Regions from separate parts of the Rattus norvegicus genome. Here region 2 is linked to region 1. Evidence: chromatin contacts called from public Hi-C data. All regions are on one chromosome and are shown on one strand. Each heading gives the region's core, a stretch centred on a gene start, on an enhancer-like site or on the middle of the called end of the contact. The rest is flanking DNA. Distances are from core to core; before and after follow the strand shown. Region 1 holds the start of Grk5 (G protein-coupled receptor kinase 5). Region 2 overlaps Grk5 (G protein-coupled receptor kinase 5).

Region 1 (4,493 bases), core at 1,087-3,586:
TAGACCTACATCTGCATTTTAACCAGAATCTGTATTGTTAAAAATCTTTAGGATTGGCAAACCCAGGAAGTTTGTGACTAGGTAACTATGTGAAAGCATTCAAATTTAGTCCTTAAAAAATGTTATGGAGCCCAGCAGTGGTGGCACACGCCTTTAATCCCAGCACTTGGGAGGCAGAGACAGGCAGATCTCTTTGAGTTTGAGGCCAATTTGGTCTACAGAGCTAGTTCCAGGACAGCCAGGGCTATACAAGGAAACCTTGTCTCAAAAAAGGAAACAAAACAAAAATGTTATGGAGATAAAATATTATGGCTTAGTGTTTAACAGCACGTACTGCTCTTTTTTGTTTTTTTAAAAGATTTTATTTATAAGTACACTGTCACTGTCTTCAGACACACCAGAAGAGGGCACTAGATCCCATTACAGATGGTTGTGAGCCACCATGTGGTTGCTGGGAATTGAACTCAGGTCCTCTGGAAGAGCAGCCAGTGCTCTTAACCTCTGAGCCATCTCTCCAACCCCATATATACTGCTCTTACAGAGGACCCAGACAGCAGGATCAGGCCAGCCTGGGTTCTATGAAACCCTGCACCAAAAAACAAAACAAAAGAAAAAAACCGAAACCAAAACCAAAAAACCAAACCGCCCCCCCAACCCCAAAAAACCAAAACCAAAAACTACAACAACAAAAAACAGTGAAAAAAAGTCAATAAACAAACATTGGACTAAGTTAGGTCTAGGCTCCTGCATTATGGTGCTGCCCACTCCTAGGAATCTCTTTGTTTTGAAAGAGCCCTTCATCACAAGTTAGGGTTCTGGGCACGACAGTTTGTAGTCTAAGTCTGTAGTTTAAGTCTAAGTTTGGGTTGCTTAGAACAGTAATTCCTGTGGTGTCATGTGCTCAAGTTGTTTGCTCAATTCTCTGTCTTCTGACAAGCAAACTTAACTTTGCTTGCAGACAAATGAGGTCCCCTGATCCAAATCCAGACCCTAGGCAAGTGGTGGTGGCAGATATATCCACTAGGAAAGAAGACTACCATTAACCAGCACTAGTCTGGTGACTACACTCTGAAAATGCCATTAGCGCCAATGCTTAATGACTGTTCTCCATTTCTCTCGGCCCCTCCCTACTTCCTGGCAGCTCTGGGGACAGCCGGCTTTTCCTTCTTTTGGACACAGAAGCTTCAGACCTAGTTTTAAAACGGATATCCGCCCGAAAGGCCCAGAGAAGGCAAAGGCCTCATTGTTCCCTGGGGCTTGGCAGCCCCGCCCCCAGCCCTTAGGACTCTCCTCGAAAGACCCCAGTTGACCGGAGAGCCAATTTCTCAGGATTAGAATTTTGGGGGAATAGGAGCTGGGACTAGATCTGGAGTCCGAGGTTCTGAAAGTGTAAGGAGCCAAGTGCTTCCAAGATAAACAAGCCTGCAATTTGAATGCCTTTTCACGCTGGCCTGGCTTGTTACTCATTAACATTCCCACAGCAGATTCGGTTTCTTATGTGTTTTTAGTAACTTGACTACAATATGTTTGGTTATAATGAAAATCGTAGGGTTTTGGGCCCCCGGCTTGCGAAGCGAAGCTGCTCTGAGCGTGGGGATCCCGGGAGTCCTAGGTGCCCGCATTCTGGTTCGCGTAGACGCGCCGTCGCCAGGCGGCGCTCACGCTACGTGCCTAGAGACCATCCACCGCCAGGTCGCCCCGGGCTGGCGAACCCCTTGCTGCCCGGAAACAAAGTGCACCTTTGTCAGCGACCTGGCGCGTGTGAGCAGCAGACGGCGGGCAGCGCGGAACCCCAGGGGCGCGCCTTCGCTCGGGTCTCAGCCTCTACACCTGGGCTTCCCACAGCAGCGTCCTGCCTTGGCTTGTGCTTTCCGCTTTCTCGGATCTTGGCGGGACAGGAAAGGGACTCTACGCTCCGGGAGTCGGGGTTCCGCCTTGGCTGAGGCGTTCGAGGCGTTCTTGACTGAGACTGCCTGCCGGCGAGACTGAGCCGCCTGGGCTCAGCGCCATACCGGCAGCAGTCCTGCACCACAGTCCCGGTGCACTACAGCCCCCGCCCCGTCAGACGCCGGACTACAATTCCCTTCATTCCCGGTGTCCAGAGCGCGCGGTGGGTGGTGCTTTCGGGCAGGCGCTTGCGCGGTGCCAGGGCTCGAGCCTAGAGTACCACACCCCCGGGAGGGGAACGAGGGGAGGCTGAAGCATCCGAAGCATTAAAGCATCCGAGGGAGCCGGAGGGGAGGAGAATGGAGTGACAGAGACGCGCGGAGGGTGGGGGGTGGGGGGGAAAGTGTTGAGGGAGGGGGGAGGGGGGACACAGAGGGAGGAAGAAGCGGCGGCGGCGGCTCTTCGGTGCAGAGGGGGAAACTCCGCGGGCTCGTAGAAAGAATAATGCGGTAGCGAGGCAGGCTGCTTGCTCTGGGGTTTGGCAGCAGCGGCGGCAGCTCGAGCAGCGGCAGCGGCATCACCCCAGACGCTGACAGCCCCGCCGGCCGGCTCCCTCACTGACTGCCGACTGTCAATGGAGCTGGAAAACATCGTGGCCAACACGGTCTTGCTGAAAGCCCGGGAAGGTAAGCTCGGGTGGTCCGGTGCTTGCACAGAGCATTCGCCGCGGGCCGGGGTGCGGGTGTCGGGTGACAAGCGGGCGTGCAGGATGCTCGCAGTGAGTTGGTGCGAGGGGTACAGCTTGGAGGTCTGTCGGCAAATATTGAGGGGCTCTTGCTTTTGGGCTCAGAAGATTAGGATTGGGGCAAAGACAGTTGCAGGGACGAGTTAAGATGCTAAAATATCCTCTAGTTTCCAGCTGAACCTTAGAAATCGTGCGGTCTCTGCAGCTGTTGAAAGGGCAGTTGGAAAAGCATTCTTTTAGGAGAGGATAAAAAACGAGCCAATAAAACAGCCTTTAGAGTTGGCCCGGGATGGTTTTAAGAGTGTGAAAACTCACTCTCTCTCTCTCTCTCTCTCTCTCTCTCTCTCTCTCTCTCTCTCTCTCTCTCTCTGTGTGTGTGTGTGTGTGTGTGTGTGTGTGTGTGTTGTGGGATTGGAATTAGCAAAAACCAGTCTTTGCTTGAGTTGATAAAGACTATTGGTGGAAATCATCATCCTCTGGGAAAATTTCTTAGGGAAATCCCGTCGTTGTGTGGAAGGAAGCCTTTTAAAGGCAAAGTAAGATGTTGGGGAATTAGCCAGTGTGTAGAATAATGAAAGGGTGGCTTTACAAGTCACTGAGAAAATAATTAAAAATTTAGGATGGATTGTTGTTATTAACCGTCCCAACTCCCACCCTGAGTTAGATAAGGCTTAGTTATAGGCAAGTGTGCTGCTGTTTAGATATGTTTTGTACGCATCTCAATTTCCTGCGTTTAGCTGTTAGGAAATGGATGGGTAAGATCCTTATTAATACCTTGTACCATGTATTTTGACTTTTGATTCTTGAGTTGAAAAGGTGTGTGTGTGGGGGGTGTGTGTCAGAAACTTCGATGTCCTAAACGGTTTGTGTTGCAGGAATGGAAACATACATATTCAGGAAAATTTGGAATTTATGTAATATCTTATTTGCCAACATTTGGATTCTGGTGTGCAGCCATTCTATAAGAAGGGGGAGGGTTTTTGTTGTTGTTGTTTTGTTGTTATTATTTTCCTTTCCTGGGAGAAGGCTGTATTTAATATTCAGGGTGGACTGAGTAAGGTTTTTCCCCTTTAGAAGGATTCTCTGCAAGTAGCCCAGGAAAATGCCATCCCTACTTCATAATATTTTCATTGAGCCACTTTGATGAATGAAGGAAGACTTTATGGCCAGCAGTAAACAACTGGTGTTTATCCAGTCCTTCCATCACCTCGTGGCTCAGTACATGATGTATAGAGCAACCCACCTTGTCTAGGTTTCAGCAACTCATCTTGGCACTTTCAAATCATTTGTCATCCTAAAACAGGCTTGTTTTGGAAGTTCCCAAAGGAGGCAATTCTCTGAGAACTGAGTAGCGTTTCAGATATTCAGTTCTCCCTCCTCTACTGCCCTTCCACTTAACTCTTTTAGAGGTGGGACTGAAGTTTTTGCCCCCTCACCTCCACTATCCTGACATTTTTGGTGAAGTAGAGCTAGGGAAGCAGTGTCTGGAGGTGAAGAAAGCCCCTTCCTGGGAGATTTGCAGCCTGCCACCTAGTGGTGGGACACAATGGTATAGGTCTCCAGGTTGGACAAATATCCGGGTCTATTCTAAAATTATTTCTTGGGGAATCTCTGGGTATGATTCTATGGGAATCTTTAGTCCTGGAGGCCTTTGCATGTTCCACTGAGTTCTCCTATTGCCCAGCTCCCTAGGATTCTCTACGCTATTATTTATTTATTCTTCCCTCAGCACTGACTTCTTTGCATATGTTTCACTTTGAGTTGTAAAGTTTTTCCCATCTCCAGTTATTGTTCCCACTGTTTTTACTGAAATGAATGTACTGGTTTGTATTTTTGTTTGTCGGGTTAGTATATAGGTTTT
Region 2 (4,394 bases), core at 1,316-3,815, 47 kb after region 1:
TAGTATTACAAACATGCGCTACCACACATAGCTTTCATAAATTTATTTTTGAGATTATAATAATAGTTACATATTCCCCTTCCCTTTCATCCTTCCAAATCCCTCCCTGGCTTTCTTTCAAATTTATGGCCTCTTTTTTTACTTATTGCATGCACTTATGCATACGCTCATATATTCCTAACATAGCCTGTTCAGTCTGTATTATGTATTATTTACTTGTATGTATGTTTTCAGGGTTGATCATTTGGCACTGAATAACCAGTTGCGGTACTGTTCTCTGGGAAAGACCACTTCTCTTGTGCCCAGCTTTCCTTGGTTGTCTAAAGTTCTTTATGTAGGGTTAAGGACCTACAGGCTTTCCTATGTCCAGTTTGGCATGTGCTTTGGTGTCATTCTTGTTCAGCTTATGTTTAGGAAGTCGTTGATGAGACTTTCTGGGTGTAGCTTCTGTTACTAGAAGACACAGTCTAACAGCAAGCCCCCTCATCCTCTGTCTCTCGGCAATCTCTCTACCACCCCTCTGCAATGTTCCCTGGGCCGCTGGTGTAGGAACGTTTGGTAGATGTATGCACTGGGATAGGACTTCACAACTCGGTGTTTTGATTGGTCGTGGTTTTCTGTAATGATCTCTGTTACTAATAGTTTCTTTGAAGAGAGGTGAAGACTACAGTTATCTGTGGCTATAAGGACAAACGTTTATAGATTGTCGATAGGGATTATGCTAGTTTAATAATGAGATGTTGTAAAATAACGACATTTCATTAGCATAGAGTAGGGAGCTAGGTTTCTAGTACCAGACATGGCTTTTCTCTTGTTGACCATGTCTTATCTGCTTCCTGTCACCCAGTACAGCATTTGAGGGTGGGCCATGTTCTTGTGCTGGCTCCTTTTGGATTCTGAGTGCTAATTTACTGTTCATTTGTTTTTTAAAATCTCTTTTCCAGTTGAAAGACATTTGGATTGTTTCCAACTTTTTGGTGTTTTGAATAAAACTGTTATAAACATTGCAAACATTTCAACTGGGTAAATACCTAGGAGTAGGATGCTTGGTCGGTTAGTAGGTGGATGTTTAACTTTGGAAGGAACTTTTCAAGCTGTTTCTTTTGGAGTGGTGCAGGCTGTATGCCCATCAACGATATGTGAAATATATCTTTTATTATCTTCCTGTTCTTAACACTGAGCAGAACCAACTTGTATTTGGTTATTTAGTTGCAAGTACACAGATGCATTCTGCCTACCATACCTGTTTCAGTTTGGGTTTCCTAAATGGAGACTCAGAGACAATAATTTGCATGTAAGAACTGTATTTGGGGGCACAATCCCAGGAAGTACAGTAGGGCACTGGAAAGTGACAGAAGAAAGGATGCTAATAAAGGGGGTATAATCAGAGTCGCTAACCTTTTGGGTAACTGTCACTTTATGAGAAGTTACCTCAAACTCTTCTCCCAACCTAGGGCCTATGCATTTGGGTCTGTGGAAACCAGTCCCCAGTGTTAGCTAAGGCTGCTGTGGGGGCGTCATTCATTCCCTGGCACACCTGTGTCAACTAGTCACGGTTGAAGGGTGTTTGCTAGTCTGACTCAGGTGTGGCAGGATAGGCCCTTTCCCCAGGTACCAGATGGCTCCCTTTACCTGCTGCTCTCTAGGTTTCCTCTTTTACTGTGGCTCTGTCTTACTGGTGGTACTTTCACATCATCTCTGCTTATTATGTGTCTCATCCCATGCTCCCGCTTGCTGCCCAGTTGACTGTTTCCCACGACTTTCCTCACGGCTGAAATCAATAGATCCTTGCTCTTGGCAGAGCCCTTAGTTGATGCCACCTGTAGCCATAATAAACCATTGGCTGGACTAGGGAGTATGTCATAGAGCTAAGGACAGTGATGTGTAAATAGAATCTTTAAAGATGATGAAAAATATTCTGTGCCTACCCCGATTGTTATAGAAGCAACCACCAGGTAGCTATAATCACAGGTATTTGGAATATGGCACCAAGGAACTGAATTCTTATAGACTTACGAGCTAGGGAAAGAAAGATTTATAGTTCTTCAAAAAAAATTTTTATTTTTTGAGGCAGTTTCACTCTTGAACACTAGATCTTCCACCGTAACAGGCAATGTGCTATCAGGCCTATGTCAGCTTTTCTAACTTAAAGGTTTAATTGCCCCTAGTCAAGGAGGATCCTAAATCTCTTGGATCAGGCTCTTTTCTTCCTAATTGTCCCCAAATTTTTAATCAACTGGGTGAATTACTGTGGGCCTTTTCCTTTAACTTCATGGGCATTGTGAAAGGGAAGACAGATGGTGGGAGGGAGGTAAATCGTGGAGAGAGGCTCATAGCGTTACTCTACAATTGACAGGCCTGCAGAGCCTCGGTAATGCTGTCACAATGAGTTGCTTTCATGCTGCCTCCTGTACTCGCCATGAGCACCTGTGTCTCGTTTCTGTGTCAATTCACAGCCTGATTTTCCTCAAGTCCAGCAAGACGACTGCCATTAGGTAGGGTAGAAGTGACAGGAACTCAACTCCAGCTGGCTTCAGTAAACAAACAACTCTAGGGAATTTGGCTGCTGCTTAGTTGTGGGTGGGGCTAGTGGAGTCATTGGTTGTCTCTAGTTTCCCTTCCCTCTCCTGAGAGCTCCTGGCTCTGCTTCTCTGAAATATTGGCCTCTTTCCCTCCCACCCAACTTTCCCCATCATGGAAAAGATGGCCAGCTGCTGTGTGTCCTTAACCGTTGACCTTGGATTGCATCCTCTGGGGTTGTGAGCCACAACTTCCTGTTCTTTAAACTCCCTGACTGTGGAGCTTTGTCAGGCAGCTGAGAGGTGACCAACATCACTGTTGGAGTGCTGGTTCTGCTGAGTTGCAAATGTGGGACCCCTGGTCCATCAGACAGTTGTATCTCTAGCAGATACAATTTTGAGGTCCTTTGAGTATTTCTTGCCCCTCAGTGAGATTCAGACCACCTAGAGAGAGGACAATTCTGATTGTTTTAGGGAAGTTTATTTGAGGATGTTGTGTGGCTCCAAACAGTCTAATTTCTTTTTGAGGGGCCCGGGGGTGTAGATTAAGGCATGGTCTCATGTAACTCAGGCTGGCCCTTGTATACTGCAAAGGATGACTTTGGGTTCCTGATCCTCTTGTCTTCATCTCCCAAGTACTGGGATTACACAAGGCCTGATTCACAAACTGCCTGTCCCCCTGCCCCCCCCCCCCAGCCCCCTTTGTTAAAAACAATGGTGGTTGTTTTTTTGAAGGAGTGCCCTTTCAATGCTCAGCTGCTCTCCAGTGAGCTTTTCCTTCCCTTTCATGACTTGCATGTTTTTCAGGGTGAGGAAGTTAAAGAGTAAATCAGGAGAGTTGGCCAGGGCAGTGCACTAGAGTTCTGGCCTTGCAGCTGGGGTAGGAGTCAGGGAAGGTGGAGTCTGAATAGAGCTCGCTTGATGGGGGAACAGCTATTCTCCCACAGGCTGTAGATGTGGGGGGATGATATGATGAAAGTGCTGTGGGCTGGGGAGATGCTATGAGGCATAGATGTAATGTATCAGGCTAGTGGCTGGAGTTATAGTTGTGGGACAGGCTGTGCCTTAGGCTTTTTCTCATGGTCAGGTGAGAGTGATTCCTGTGCTGAGTCCAGCAGCTTTACTTACAGGAGCTGGTTTAGATTTGGTTCTACAGCAAATAGACCGAGTGACTACTGTCTGCAATGTTTTTCATGAAATGACGGGGTCAGATTATATGACCTTTAATAGTGTTTGAAAGCAGTGACCTGCTCAGCCCCGCATACTTCTCAACCCACTACCCAGCCAGGTCCTAAACCTGAAGTATCATGGTGGTACTCACCTATAATATTAGTACCTGGGAGGTGTAGGCAGGAGGATTAGAAGTTCAAGGTCCAGCTATAGGGTGAGTTTGAGGCTGTTTTAGTTTGAGTTTTATTGCTGTGAAGGGATACCATGACTACAGCAAACCTTATAAACGAAAGCATCATGGTAGCAAGCTTGGAGGTATTCAGGCAGACTTGGTGCTGGAAGTAGCTGAGAGTTCTACATCCAGATCGGCGGGCAGCAAGCAGGAAGGGAGAAGCAGGAACACTAGGCCTAACTTGGGCTTCTGAAACCCTAAAGCCCCTCACTCCCAGTGATGTGTACTTCCTCCAGTAAGGCCACACCTCCCAATAGTGCAACTTCCTATGAGCATATGGTGGCTATTTCCATTCAAATCACCAGAGGCCTATGTGGCTACAAGAGTCCCTGTCCGCAAAACAAACCAACAAAACCAAAACCAAACAGAACTAAACAAACCTGAGGTGCTGCTTCATAGAATGTGGGCCCAGGAGGAATTGTGGCCTTGTGTCCCAAAGAAACTAGGGATAAATGACTGGCTCAGAAAATACA

The links. A called contact is a pair of places that touch in the nucleus more often than the background predicts.
Region 2: a contact with region 1 is called in a Hi-C map of liver, with 1.6 times the contacts expected there. The contact joins the enhancer-like site here to the promoter of Grk5 in region 1. A contact is called at or near these places in 3 of 12 Hi-C or Micro-C datasets (kidney and liver).

What each region holds. Positions count from the first base shown.
Region 1 is chr1:270,012,000-270,016,492 of GRCr8, forward strand. It overlaps Grk5 (G protein-coupled receptor kinase 5), which reads left to right and starts at 2,337. Exons shown (of 16, transcript NM_030829.2): 1 at 2,337-2,573. The coding sequence starts at 2,522.
Region 2 is chr1:270,058,881-270,063,274 of GRCr8, forward strand. The region is part of intron 1 of Grk5 (G protein-coupled receptor kinase 5); the gene reads left to right. Among named protein-coding and RNA genes, the nearest start is that of Grk5, 47 kb to the left of the region's middle. Within about 2 kb of position 2,566, at least 37 of the 93 cell types and tissues checked have an H3K27ac peak or open chromatin away from gene starts, as enhancers often do. A contact at or near this core is called in liver, where this site is marked.